Linked DNA regions of Sus scrofa: regions 2 and 3 are each linked to region 1. The links are chromatin contacts, called in public HiChIP or PLAC-seq and promoter capture Hi-C maps. All regions are on one chromosome and are shown on one strand. Each heading gives the region's core, a stretch centred on a gene start, on an enhancer-like site or on the middle of the called end of the contact. The rest is flanking DNA. Distances are from core to core; before and after follow the strand shown. Region 1 holds the start of PPP2R3C (serine/threonine-protein phosphatase 2A regulatory subunit B'' subunit gamma). Region 2 holds the start of NFKBIA (NFKB inhibitor alpha). Region 3 holds the start of PSMA6 (proteasome subunit alpha 6).

Region 1 (4,344 bases), core at 967-3,466:
GGGAAAAAAATGTATAGATGTAAGTGTAACTTGGTCCCCATGCTGTACAGTGGAAAAAAAAAAATTAAAAAAAAAAAGAAAGATAGAACTGGCATTGTCATTGGCATAGCTCAGGTCCCAGCCGTCTTGAATGTTCGATTCTTGGCCCCGGAAATTCTGCATGCTATGGATACGGCCAAACAAAACAACAAAAGAAAAGGAGAAAATACATAAAAACTACAAATGCTCAATAACTTCTCTTGTATAATGATGACCATAAACAACTGTTACTGCTGCTAATTTTTTAAGCAGAAAAAAAACTTCATCTTAAAGGCAAAACAATCTTACTAAAAGACAGAAAAAAGCATTATCGGAATAGAATTATTCTCGGCAACTAATTAAAAAAAGAAGCGGCTACTTTTAGGTCCAGGTGTTAATATATATACATATAAACAAAAATCAAAATTACCTCTCAAACCATGTTTTTATACTGTGAGCAAATGACTCCCCAGGATACAGCTGATTATTTCTTAGATACAAAAGAATGTCTTGTAGTTTGTTTGAATACTCATCATCTTTTATTCCTTTTCCAAAATCGAAGAAGGCTTTTAAAGTTTCCAACATAGGAACAATATCATGACCTAACAACTCCTGATGTAACTTCCAAGCTACATTTACATCTTGATGCAAGAGGGCTCCCTGAATACAGTCATTATAGTTCATTTTTGAAGGGATTATGACTTTTTTGAGATCCTCTAACAGCAGCAAGGCCTCTCTCCATCTGTCTGTATGGATTAATCCCCGGATGAGAAGAGTGTACCCTCCAGATTCTAAACGCTTGTATCTGGCTTTCATGATTTCATAGACATCAATAATTTCTGCTGTTTCCTTATGAAAAACACAGAGATACAAATACTTGACCAGCAAATCATAGCCTATAACACCATTGTTGTTTGCAGCTACCCAAGCCAGTACAGATTTAGCCACATCTATAGAGCTATGATATTTAACCATCTGTGAAAGGATCCAATTCTCAAAATTAGTCTTTCCTTTGAAATCTTCCTTAAGTTTATTCCACTCCTCTGAATTCAAAGGTTTTGTTGGGAGTTGAACAATGTTCCTCACAGGCGGCCGGAAATAATCTTTACTCTGAGGATTCATCTCTGATCTCTTCTTAGCTGCTCCAGCTGCAAAGAGATGAGGAGAATCAGCAGAAACTTGCTTATTACTACCCTCATCTCTTTTCCTGACATATCTAGCCTTGGCAATCAGCAGATTCATGGCTTTGGTATTTTGTGGAGACATTGGTTTAAGAGAAAACCACTTATAGTTCCTGATACCATAACAGTCTTTGAGAAGGAGACTGAGATAGGCGTGTCCTGGGCCTAGGCCAAGGTATGGGTTACTCTTCCAAAGCTTAGGAAAGCTCCGAATACCAGTAAAATAGAAAGTCATTATGCAGTGAAATCAGCACCAGATTGTAAGAGATATGGTCAAAAAGCCCCAACGTCTACAGCATAATTAAGAGATTGGGGGTAGAAGGTGGAGAATCGAAGCGGCAACTTTCTAAAAGATGATTTTCAGCTTCTAAGACAAATGTGGGTTCTGATTTGGGGGCTAGTTAACAGCAGTGAAGTTTGGTTCCGTTCTCTCCATTAAACAACGATCTGAAGACATCCAACGTCGGTCACAAGTCCCAGGTAGAGAGAACAAAGGAGGAATCCTCTGGTGCCTATTATATTCCAGTCTGGAACCTAAGAAAAAGGCACAAAGAGTATCAGCCAGTTGACTCACATGGACCATAGACGTCCTTGAAAAGGGGCAGGATCCCAGAGGAGCCGGGTTGCAGAAGAGGCGTAAAGTCGAGAGCCCCCTACCCCAGACCCACCAGCAGTAAGGTCAGAGGCGAAAGCCCAAGTCCAGGGGCCCTGGCCGCCAAACTCGCCAAATGAGGAAACAGGGCTGGGGAAGGGGAAGAGAAAGAGCCAGCCAGCGACACAGGTAAGGAAGGGAAGTCCACGAGGATGCAGTGCTCCTACAATGTACCCATGGACCACAAACGGAGTTCACTTGATTCAACAACTCACCACAGCACTCACGCTCCATGCATCCAGAAACGAGGCGGAAACTACCGCGCCCACAATGCACCGCGACGGCCCGGGCTGCGGAGGCGTGGCTGAACCCAGCGCAGGCGTTCTGCCCGGCCTGGAAGCGAGTAAAGGGGATTCTGAGCCTTTTAGTGGCGGGAGGGGGATACAGGCGGCTGCTGAAGGCGGCTACTGCATTCAAGGGGCCTTCAGATACCGCAATGACCAATGAAAAGAAACTGAAATTAGAAAGCTCTTTCCTTTAGCCGGAAGTGCCGCAGGAACTTCTGGGTCACGTGGGGACAAGCGCCAAAGGGCCGAGATGAAGAAATAGAGCAGGCTTTCTTATCCTGTACCTTTAAAATCGGGCTTGGTGAAGCTGGGACGCTGCCTTAAAGAGGCTCATTCTCCGTCTCTTTCACGTTTGTTCCCCCTGCTGTTTGCGTGAGCGCCGTATTTTCCTCAGTGGCGATAGTGACCGACTTAGCCGGATTAGCCGACTTCCGCCCGTGGCTAAGATGGTGGTCGAGCAGCCTTCGTAACCTTTACGGGGCTGGGCGGTGTTGACGCCAGAGCTGGCGTGGGTGGAGCGGTTGGTAAACAGCAAATGCCGGAACTGAAGCGTCGGGGTCAGCGATGGACTGGAAAGAAATTCTGCGCCGGCGGTTAGCGATGCCCAACACCGGTCCAAACAGTGAGTTTGGGAGGGGCCGCCCGCAAAAAGAGCCTGGCTCTAAACTCCCGGAGGTGGGAGGAGGATGGGCAGGGGCAGCTCCTGGGAGCCGCGCTTTCCTCTTGGGTAAAGCCTCTCCTGACAAAGGAGGCTGACTGGAATGGGTTTAGGAGCCAGAGATGTTTGATCCACATTTCCCTGGCAAAAGATTTGTGGGAATAAAAAGTTACCTTAGCCACTCACTTGGGTGGTCCAGACCTAGACTTGTGAAGGATCATTGAGAATCCCGACGCCAACAACCCTTCTATCCTACCGGGATCTATAATCCATTGCTCCTGTAGATTTTTATTTGCCACACTTTTCATTTTTCTCCTTAATCCATTTTAGACTTCATAATCCACTTTTCCTTGTCTTTTCCTTCTACTTCATACTTACTAACTTATCAGCCTAATTAAACATCGTTCCTATTCCACATCTGCATCCAGGGCAGCTGAAAGTGATTGGAGAAAAATGGAACCATGGTGAACTGCCTCGCTTTTAATTCGTGTAACTTAAAGTAGGTGTTTTGAAGTTCATTTACACTTCTTCCGTGTTTCCCTAAAGTCAGGTTCCTGCAGTCTATGGCAGTTCTTTCTCATCTCCCAACCTCCAGTCCTCCAGTATGTCCTACTTACTCCTTACTTCTAGCTGATGAGCTAGTATATGTATTTGAGAAAGTAGAAACAATCGAAGAAATTCACCTGTTTCCATTTTACCATTTCTGTCACCATCCCCCCATAGGTGACCTTAAGATAATAAACTGGCCATGCTCCTATTTGAGACAGTCCCTCTGCTCCAACACTAGATCGTGTTCCTCTATTTTATTCATTGACTTCATTATCCTCTCATGCATCATCAGATTTTCTTTCTCAGTGGATCATTGCCATCAGCTCTGACAAACATACTGTAATGTCACACATCATTACTAAAAAAAAGAAAAAAAATCATTTGATTTCACATCCCCATCCAGCTTTTGCTAGTAGTGTGGTAGTGTTTCTTTTCCACCTATAGCTCTACCCCATTTTTCTGCTCCCCTTGTAGCAACACTTGATTAAAGAGTTGTTGGGTAAATCTGTACTGGTCTCTAATTCCTGCTTGTCATGATAGTCAGTGATCTCCATGTTGTTCCAGTGCTCAGTTTTCCTCATATTACTTGACCTGCTCAGCCCCTGCCAGGGACATAGTAGTTCACTATCTCCTCTCACAGGTACTTTCTTGTCTTGGTTTCTAGGACACACTCAGTTTTCCTCCTACCTCACCAGTTAGCCCTTCCCAATCTGCGCTTTTCCTTCCCCTCCTCCCCTAGAATTTAGCATTTGAATGCCCGAGGCTAAGTTCTTGGTCAGCATCTTTTCTCTATTTACCCTCACTTTCATGGTGAAACTATCCAATCTTATGGCTTTACATTCTATATGCTAATGTCTTCTAAACGTGTATCTCTCCCCTGGACCACTTCCCAAATGCCAGATTCATGTATTTAATTGCCTACTAGACATGGCCACTTAGATCTAATAGGTATCTTAATCTCTTCCAAAATTGAACTCCTCCTCTCCTTCCTAACTTGCT
Region 2 (4,344 bases), core at 803-3,302, 250 kb before region 1:
TGCACCCATAGCATAAGGAGGTTCCCAGGAGGTGTGGCCGTCAGCTTATGCCACAGCCACAGAAACACCAGATCCAAGCGGCATCTGTGACCTATACCACAGCTCATAGCAACGCCAGATCCTTAGCCCCCTTGATTAAAGCCAGGGATCAAACCTGCCTCCTCAAGGATGCTAGTCAGACTCGTTTACTCTGAGCCACGACAGGAACTCCAAGTAATACCATTTTTAATCTGGAAAAAAATCTAAATATCATTAAATCCAACCTTGTTATTATAAAAGAAGGTACCCCATAGCAAAGGTAGCTAATTCATTCAACTAATGTGCAGCTCATTAAGGGTGGAGCTGGGAAGTGAGATCTCCTACTTAGCGTCACATGCCACCTTGCCTAATAATGATGTATTTGTCTATCAAATGCCTACAAAGACATACAGAGTCTCTCCCTGGACAGTTTTCATTTTATTATGTGATCGTTACTACCCCAAAGATTTCTTTCTTGATTTTATTTTGTCCCTCATATTCTGTCTGTCATCCCTACATTCAGATATCAGAGGTGGGGGTATTGGGGAGGGGGAGATGAGGAGAGGAAAAGGATTGGTTGGTGCATGGCCAGTCAAGTTGAAGATGATTGCAACAATCACGAGAAATCTCTGCAAAACTATAAAAGCTTCCTGGGGTGCCTTCTGAAAAAGTCTGATCCAAGTTGCTTTATTAGGGCCTGGACCATTTCTAGAAGTAGATGAATGCATTCCTTTCATTGGCTAGGAGGTGGGGATGGGGCAGAGAGCATACTTCTGTTTCTGCAGCTGAGACCTGGACATGGTGAACCTGGAGTAGCTACCCATATGGCATGGACAGGTCCAACTGCTGCCCCCTCCTTTGTCCCCCAAGAAGCCAGCAGGGGCAGGATGAAGGCCACCTTGGGGCTGCCCTGAGCCTCCTGCAGTATGCCTGGCAACTACTTTCTTAGCCATCTTTAAGGCCCAATCTTGGGTAAAATACTACTCAACCCATTCTTTAGCCACCTTCTCCAAATGCTTCTAGAAAGCGGCCCCCACAAGTAGGTTCTCTGCAGCAGCACAGTGCAAATGGAGGAACACGACCTCAGTAATTATTTTGTCACTGCAAAGTATCTACAACCTTTGCTATAAAAATTAACACCTTGCTTTCCCTGAAAAATAGCCCAGTCATATCCAGCATTTTCCAGCATCCAGGGCAGAGTGCTTGCTCCTCCCCCAGTCAACAGGACTGTTCATACCGAGGAAATGATTTGAGGGTTCTCTAAGCATTTACGCTGTTAATGCTAAAGCTTTCACGACTTCTACCTGAGGGGGGCTTGAGGGAGGGGGAGGTTTATGTCCCTGCACTGCCAGGAGCCTGGTCTTTGGTAGGAACGCAGAGGCAGCCGGCGACCTTCCACCCTCAGTGTGTCCTTCCCCAGGAGTTTAGGGAAGTGAATCCCTAGATCCAGCCAACATTTCCACTCCCATTTTCAAGAGATTAAAAAAAAAAAAAAAAAAAAAAAAGGAAAGCATCGGCAGGTCAGCAAACCAGCAGTTCTCCATCCTTGGGATCTTAGCAGCCGACGACCCCAAATCAAATCGATCGTGGGAAACCCCAGGGAAAATAAGGTTCCATGCAGAGGGCCAGGATTACTGACTGCAGGCTGCAGGGAAGTACCGGGGGAGGGGGCCGGGTCGGGAGGACTTTCCAGCCACTCAGCGTGCATTAAAAAGTTCCCTGTACATGACCCCAGTGGCTCATCGCAGGGAGTTTCTCTGATGAACCCGGGCGCGGGGTTTAGGCTTCTTTTTCCCCCAGCAGAGGACGAGGCCAGTTCTCTTTTCTGGTCTGACTGGCTTGGAAATTCCCCGAGCTTGACCCCGCCCAGGAGAAATCCCCTGCCAGCGTTTATAGGGCGCCGCGGCGGCGCTGCCGAGCCCACAACAGTCCGAGGCCATCGTCCCGCCCGCCCGAGCCACCGCGAGCAGCCAGCGCGCCGCGCAGCCTGTGGCCCGCGCACCTAGGGAGCAGCGCCCAAGCCCTCATCGCGCCATGTTCCAGCCCGCAGAGCCCGGCCAGGAGTGGGCCATGGAGGGGCCCCGGGACGCGCTCAAGAAGGAGCGGCTACTGGATGACCGCCACGACAGCGGCCTGGACTCCATGAAGGACGAGGAGTACGAGCAGATGGTGAAGGAGCTGCGCGAGATCCGCCTCGAGCCGCAGGAGGCGCCCCGCGGCGCCGAGCCCTGGAAGCAGCAGCTCACCGAGGACGGAGACTCGTAAGTGTCGCGGGCCCGGGTGGCGGGGCCGGGTGGGGGCGCTGGGCCTGCAGCCGGAGGTGCGGGGCCCGCGCTGCGGCCGCGAATCGGGGTTCGTGCACGGACCCCGAGGCTGTGCAAAGGTGCACGGTTGCGCGTGGGAGCCGGGGATCGGGGATTGGGGCCGTGGTCCCGCGGCTCTACCTTGCAGCCGTGCACACCTCCCACCCCTCACCCACCTTTGCGGGTCCCCTCGGCCGGGGGCGGGGCGGCCACGGGGACGCGAAGTCCCCGCTTGCATAAGGGGGGGCGGGAGTTTCTGCCCCGCTGGCGGGCGGGAGGGGAAGTACAGGGCGTTCCGGCCCGGCGGGAGGGCGGGGCGGTCTGGCCGGCGCCCGCCGCCTGGGGAGGGGGGGGGGGCGGAAAGTCCCTGGGTGCCTGCCAGGAACACTCAGCTCATAATAACCTCGCGGAAAACACCGCGGCCTCGGCCTCCAGAAACCCCGGGCTTGCGCAATCCCCTGCGGGCTGTGCCTCCCTGGGCCCCACGCAGTGCACTCACCAGCCCTGGGGGTTTTCCCTCTCTTCCCCTCAGGTTCCTGCACTTGGCCATCATCCATGAAGAGAAGGCACTGACCATGGAAGTGGTCCGCCAAGTGAAGGGAGATCTGGCTTTTCTTAACTTCCAGAACAACCTGCAGCAGGTGCGCTGCTTGCCCGCCCCGTGCCTCTTGGGTTCTGCCTCTCTGACCCCTTGATGGAGCTGGATCTAGCACAGTTATTTCCAATGATTTCCCAATTAACTGCCCCTAGTCATGATCCGCCCTGAGCTTTTACATCTGAATCAGCCAACATCCTAGAGAGGAAGGAAAAATCCCATTGATTTGGTGAGGCTTTTATGAAGCCCACCTGGGGTCTCCCGTCTGTTTCCTTAACCCCTTGTATCTGTCTGGGAGGAGCGGCACGCACAACCAGGATATCTCTAGGGTTCAAGGGGAACATGGATTGTGGGTTTGATCCATGGCTTATCCTTTCTGTCCCTCTTCTGTTGGTAGACTCCACTCCACTTGGCGGTGATCACCAACCAGCCAGAAATCGCTGAGGCACTTCTGGAAGCTGGCTGTGATCCTGAGCTCCGAGACTTTCGAGGAAATACCCCTCTACACCTTGCCTGTGAGCAGGGCTGCCTGGCCAGTGTGGGAGTCCTGACTCAGCCCCGCGGGACCCAGCACCTCCACTCCATTCTGCAGGCCACCAACTACAATGGTAAGTCTGGCTGCCCTATGCATCAGAGGGCACGTGACACAGACAAGGGAGAGGTGGGCCGACTTAAGGCAAGGTGTAAACTCTCAACACGTGAAAGGCTGAGAAAACATGTATGCATCAAGGTCTTAGTAAAACATGTATGCATTTGATGCCTTACTAAAGTCCATTCAGAACCCAGAGTCTGGGTTCTTCAAATTCAGAAGACCTCCTCCCTTAAAAGAATAGGTGAAAGTTCTGAGAAGTGAGGGTGGCAACAAGTGCTTATATTTTGTTACTTTTGGTACTCTAGGCCACACATGTCTGCACTTAGCCTCGATCCATGGCTACCTGGGCATTGTGGAGCTGTTGGTGTCTTTGGGTGCTGATGTCAACGCTCAGGTGGGTGCTTCAAGCCTACAGATGGAGGGCATTCAGCCCTCAATAAGATCACATGCTCTTGCTGCTAGCAGAAACCTCAGACTCAGCCATAAGCATCTCAAATTCCTTTTGGTTTCAGGAGCCCTGCAATGGCCGAACCGCCCTGCATCTTGCGGTGGACCTGCAGAATCCCGACCTGGTGTCGCTCTTGTTGAAGTGTGGGGCTGATGTCAACAGAGTCACCTACCAGGGCTACTCCCCGTACCAGCTCACCTGGGGCCGCCCAAGCACTCGGATACAGCAGCAGCTGGGCCAGCTGACCCTAGAAAACCTCCAGATGCTTCCAGAGAGCGAGGATGAGGAGAGCTATGACACGGAGTCAGAGTTCACAGAGGATGAGGTGAGTCCCAATGACCTTGTTCACGGGTCTGCAAAAAGCAATGCTCTCGGACCCCTAGAGCTC
Region 3 (4,344 bases), core at 1,378-3,877, 160 kb before region 1:
AAACAAAAGCAAAAAAAAGAAAACATAACAGTGTTTGACACCACTTTTTTTTTTTTTTTTTTTTAGTCTTTTTAAGGTCGCAGCCTTGGCATATGGAGGTTCCCAGGCTAGGCGTCCAATCAGAGCTACAGCTGCCAGCCTACACCATAGCTCATGGCAACACCAGATCAGAGCCGAGTCTGTGACCTACACCACAGCTCATGGCAATGCTGGATCCTTAACCCGCTGAGTGAGGCCAGGGATCCAACCGGCAACCTCATGGTTCCTAGTTGGATTTGCTTCTGCTGCACCACGACTGGAACTCTTATATCTTTTTTAAAAATCAATTTTAGACTACATTTATCTTTTGAATCCCAAAGGAGTAGCATTCTTACCTTTCCATTAATCCTTCTATTCCCTTGTATCTCCCCATATTTCCTATATTATTTTCCCACTGTCATGATTAACAATTTACACTGTATAATTCTTAGATGCTTTGTCTTTGGTAGATTCTAAAGTTTATAAACTAATAAACAGTATTAACGACGTTACGATAATGTACCTGTATTTCTCTAGAGAACCAAGCATGGATGGATCATAAAAGAAGAAACATTTCACGTCTAAAGAAGTACTAATCTAATAGATCCCCCCCCCCAAAAGCCAAAGTAACATTTACTGAGGATTTAACACTGTGCTAGCACTTTACATACACCACCTTAGTTAATCCTCAAAACAACCACTCAAAGAAGGAATCATTAGGGCACTTTACAAACAGAAACTAAGACTAAAGTGACATCATTTGCCCAGGTTGCCTAGTATGAAGCAGAGCAGGAATGTGAATCCAGGTATGGCTCCAGGGCCTGACCTCTTCACCACTATACTGCTTGCTCATGCTAACTATTCTTTCACTTTCCTTTTCTTAGCAGTTTCTTAGAATAACAGAGGGAGTGTGTTATTCAACAAGACAGAGCTTAAAATTATTCTGTCTAGGTATTTAACTTATTTTGAACTACATGTTCTATTCCAAATCTTTTAAAACTATTAAAAGGACATTATATTCAGCCTTTATACACACCAAATTTGGAACACATTAGAGCCTCTGCTTTATGACTAGATTTCACAATATAGTATACAAAAGCGAAGTGTAGATCTAAGTATCTTTTCCTGTTCGCATATTAAAAACCATGAAATAAAATATTCAAAGCATAATGCAATACAGAAAAAGTTTTTAAAACTCTGGAATGAAAACTTTAAAAATGAAATTTCCCTGCAGATACAGTTTTAACTCTCCTTTCTATCTTAGATCACATTTTTCAATTGGAGATGATTTAAAGGATTACTGAATTACCAAGTATGATGTTGTTTCTTGTTACGTTATATCCAGTATGTAGCCATACAGTAGACTGGTTTCATTCCAAGTTATCTTTACTTCTAAAATTTACTGAAGAGAACCTCATTCATAGGCCAATTCTCTCCTAATGATTTCCAAGCACTGTCCTCACAAAGGGAGTGAGGTGCTAACTAAACCCACTCAGAAATGAAATCATCAGGGGTCAGGTGGAAATCAGGTTCTCCTGACACTGAATTCTCCATAGTAGGAGGTAAAGGGTCTGGGGTTATAATCATAACCTAAACCCTGAAACCACTTCGATCCAACAAAATATGTTACACTGAACAACTATAACTACTTTATGGTTTATTTCCATTGAAGCTGTTCTTCAGAAAACAGCTAGTTCACCATACCTCATTTACAATTCAGAACCAGCTTTTAATCTATAGGGCCATTCGAACAGATGTGGGTTAAGAGTGGATGTTAGTTTCCAAAACAGCTCTAGACTTGATAGCCACTCATCCTATCTACCAGTTTTCCAAAGATGTCCTGAACTCTGTAGATACTTGTAATTTGGAGATCTTTATTTCTTCTTATCTGTTTAAGTACCTGTCACCACCTTAAAGCTGTGAGCTTCAGTATAGGAGAGGGTGTGACATCGGTGCATCCCCCAGGACCAGCACAAGGCACACAGAAAGCTCTGAATGCCTGTGGAAACAACTGCAGGACAAGGAAGTCCATGCTGCAAACAAAGGACAACGGAGAGGGAACGTTTTAACTGGAAGGTGCAGGAACCAATTACGCTTTAGAGACTTACAGGCGTTGCACCTACTCAGGTAAAAATGTAACAAGTGAAGGGACATCAGCAAGCCGGACTCGGGCATTACAGCCTACCTTCCGTGACTCTTTACTGTGTACATGTGGTGTAGCCGCTCGCCCTGGAGAGTCCGAGGCCTTCCGCCTTCGGGCTCCCACCCCTGCCGGCAAACAGCGGGGCGAACATTACCAGACTCAACCTGTCCTCAGCCCCCTCCCGTCATGACCGGCCATGCTTCAGCCCGGGACTAAACTCCAGCCGCGTCTGCCTGCTTCCAGGCCGTACCATGACAGAGCAATTAGAGCAGACCAAAGGCAGACCCGGTTCACTCACCTACTTGGTACAGCCGGCCCTCGGGGGAAAAAATGGTAATGTGACGGTCAAAACCAGCGCTGGAACCACGGGACATGGTGGTGAACCACTACTCCAAGCACAGTCTCGATGTCCCGTAGCTCCCGCACCAGGCGTACAAGCCTCTCAGGAAGTTACAGCGACCGCTTCCGGGGCACAGACCGGCTTCATCCGCTCCTGCGCACAGAACTCACAACTCCGAGGCCCCGCCGCTGGTGGGGGGGAGTGAGGAGAGCCGACTGAAGGTTTTCTGAGCGCATGCGCCAGCCCTAAGTGTGGGAGACCTGAAGTAGGCAGGGGAGTTCCGGTTATGACGGTTTAGAGCTCTCTTCTGGAGACTGAATTGACCAAAGCAAGAACAAAAAAACCTTTCCGGGGCCTGCAGTGATATGCCTGTCAGTGTAACCTAAATGGATCGTGTATTTAACAAATTACTCATTAGTTTTGGCACCTGTAATATCCACCCTGGGTCTGGATTGCTGGCGTTCTTCCTAACCTCCTCTTTCCCCTACCACTTTCCTTCCTGCTGCTGCAGGGAGAAATAAATGGATTACAGCGGCTGCGCTAGCAGCCGTAGATTTTATATACAGAAGTGTTCTGGTAGCCACTCCAGAGCAGAATTTTCTTCAGGCTAGTTAAGATCCTTCTTTGGTCAGAACCGCACCCCCCCCACCCCATAGTTGTGTCTTTAAAATGATACTTAGGGGGAAATTTAGGTGTAATAGAGGAATCAGTAGCCTTGATTGATAACGAACAAGAACCGAAGCACAAAACATAGCAGGCTGATACTAGATGTACTAAGGAGAATAATTCCAAGCAGGCGAGGTAGCTCCTGGAGAACAGCAGGTGGCTTTTGAAACTGTTAAGATGTGCCTATTTTGACCTTACCCCAAGGCACACTCCTATTTAGAGAATATAAAATGCTGAACTGATTGATGTTAAGCTACTGTTGCTCATCACCACCACTCAGTAGTTTGTACACCAATAAGGCCAGATATGTCAAGATTGCTGGCACTTCAATGCCAGCTGTAAGTAATAATGAGGAAAGTTTTTGTTGTTTTGTTTAGTTTTTTTGTCTTTTCAGGGTCACACCTGCAGCATATGGAAGTTTCCAGGCTAGGGTTGAATCTGAACTGTAGCTGCCCGCTTACACCACAGCCACAGCAACACCTGATCCAAGCCGCATCTGCGACCTACACCACACAGCTCAAGGCAATGCTGAGCGAGGCCAGGGATAGAACCCAAGTCTTCTTGGATACTAGTCAGGTTCCTTACCAATAAGCCATATCAGGAACTCCCGGATTCTTACCTCTTTAATATATTTCCTCTTAAACTCACATTCCATTTAAATGAAAAAATTTTGCAAGAGCCTCCTAAGGAGTTTCTTAAGGAAGTTCCAATTTCTCCAGTGTTTTTAATATGTACACATATATCATTACTAAAAAAGAAAATCCAAAACTGAAACTTAAGAAAATAGTAAGTGCAAGCATCATCATCTCCACACAGGGTACTTTCCATCTCTGGCTGATTCCCAAGTGTACTGTTAAAAGTTGTCCCTTGCTTCTAGTTTAGGTCCTTACCCTCAAGACCAATTCCTCCTGACCTTTTGAGTACTTTCTTTCCCTCAGACGTTGAACAAGTCTCCTAAACTGATTCCTAGTATGCCTGAACAGTCCTAGATAAAACGATTTCTCTGTAAGATTGCTAGGAGGGTGAATTCATTCAAAAGCCCCCTCTGTGCTATTTCCTCAAAACTAGGTCTCTACTTGGATCCTCCTCTAGTGCTGAGCCTTCTCTAATCGCCTGTATTTTTCATATTGACACACATGGTACCTCAAAACCCAATATGGATAAAAACAGAACTCTT

The links. Promoter capture Hi-C pulls out the DNA fragments that hold promoters and counts their contacts. HiChIP or PLAC-seq counts read pairs in DNA pulled down with a chosen protein or histone mark.
Region 2: an H3K27ac HiChIP or PLAC-seq map of alveolar macrophages shows a contact between it and region 1. The contact joins the promoter of NFKBIA here to the promoter of PPP2R3C in region 1. A contact is called at or near these places in 1 of 5 promoter capture datasets (fetal liver) and 2 of 2 datasets of contacts at active chromatin or transcription factors (alveolar macrophages and skeletal muscle).
Region 3: a contact with region 1 is called in a promoter capture Hi-C map of liver, with 4 times the contacts expected there. The contact joins the promoter of PSMA6 here to the promoter of PPP2R3C in region 1. A contact is called at or near these places in 1 of 5 promoter capture datasets (liver) and 1 of 2 datasets of contacts at active chromatin or transcription factors (alveolar macrophages).

The regions. Positions count from the first base shown.
Region 1 is chr7:64,760,696-64,765,039 of Sscrofa11.1, forward strand. PPP2R3C (serine/threonine-protein phosphatase 2A regulatory subunit B'' subunit gamma) reads left to right here and starts at 2,217. Exons shown (of 13, transcript XM_021099169.1): 1 at 2,217-2,760. The coding sequence starts at 2,703. It overlaps KIAA0391 (mitochondrial ribonuclease P protein 3), which reads right to left and starts at 2,577. Exons shown (of 8, transcript XM_021099168.1): 1 at 2,423-2,577; 2 at 449-1,733. The coding sequence starts at 1,434.
Region 2 is chr7:64,506,067-64,510,410 of Sscrofa11.1, forward strand. NFKBIA (NFKB inhibitor alpha) reads left to right here and starts at 2,053. Exons shown (of 6, transcript NM_001005150.1): 1 at 2,053-2,279; 2 at 2,854-2,962; 3 at 3,314-3,524; 4 at 3,814-3,902; 5 at 4,021-4,281. The coding sequence starts at 2,053. It overlaps LOC110261573 (a long non-coding RNA gene), which reads right to left and starts at 2,847. Exons shown (of 3, transcript XR_002345861.1): 1 at 2,498-2,847.
Region 3 is chr7:64,600,724-64,605,067 of Sscrofa11.1, forward strand. PSMA6 (proteasome subunit alpha 6) reads right to left here and starts at 2,628. Exons shown (of 7, transcript NM_001139472.2): 1 at 2,460-2,628. The coding sequence starts at 2,535.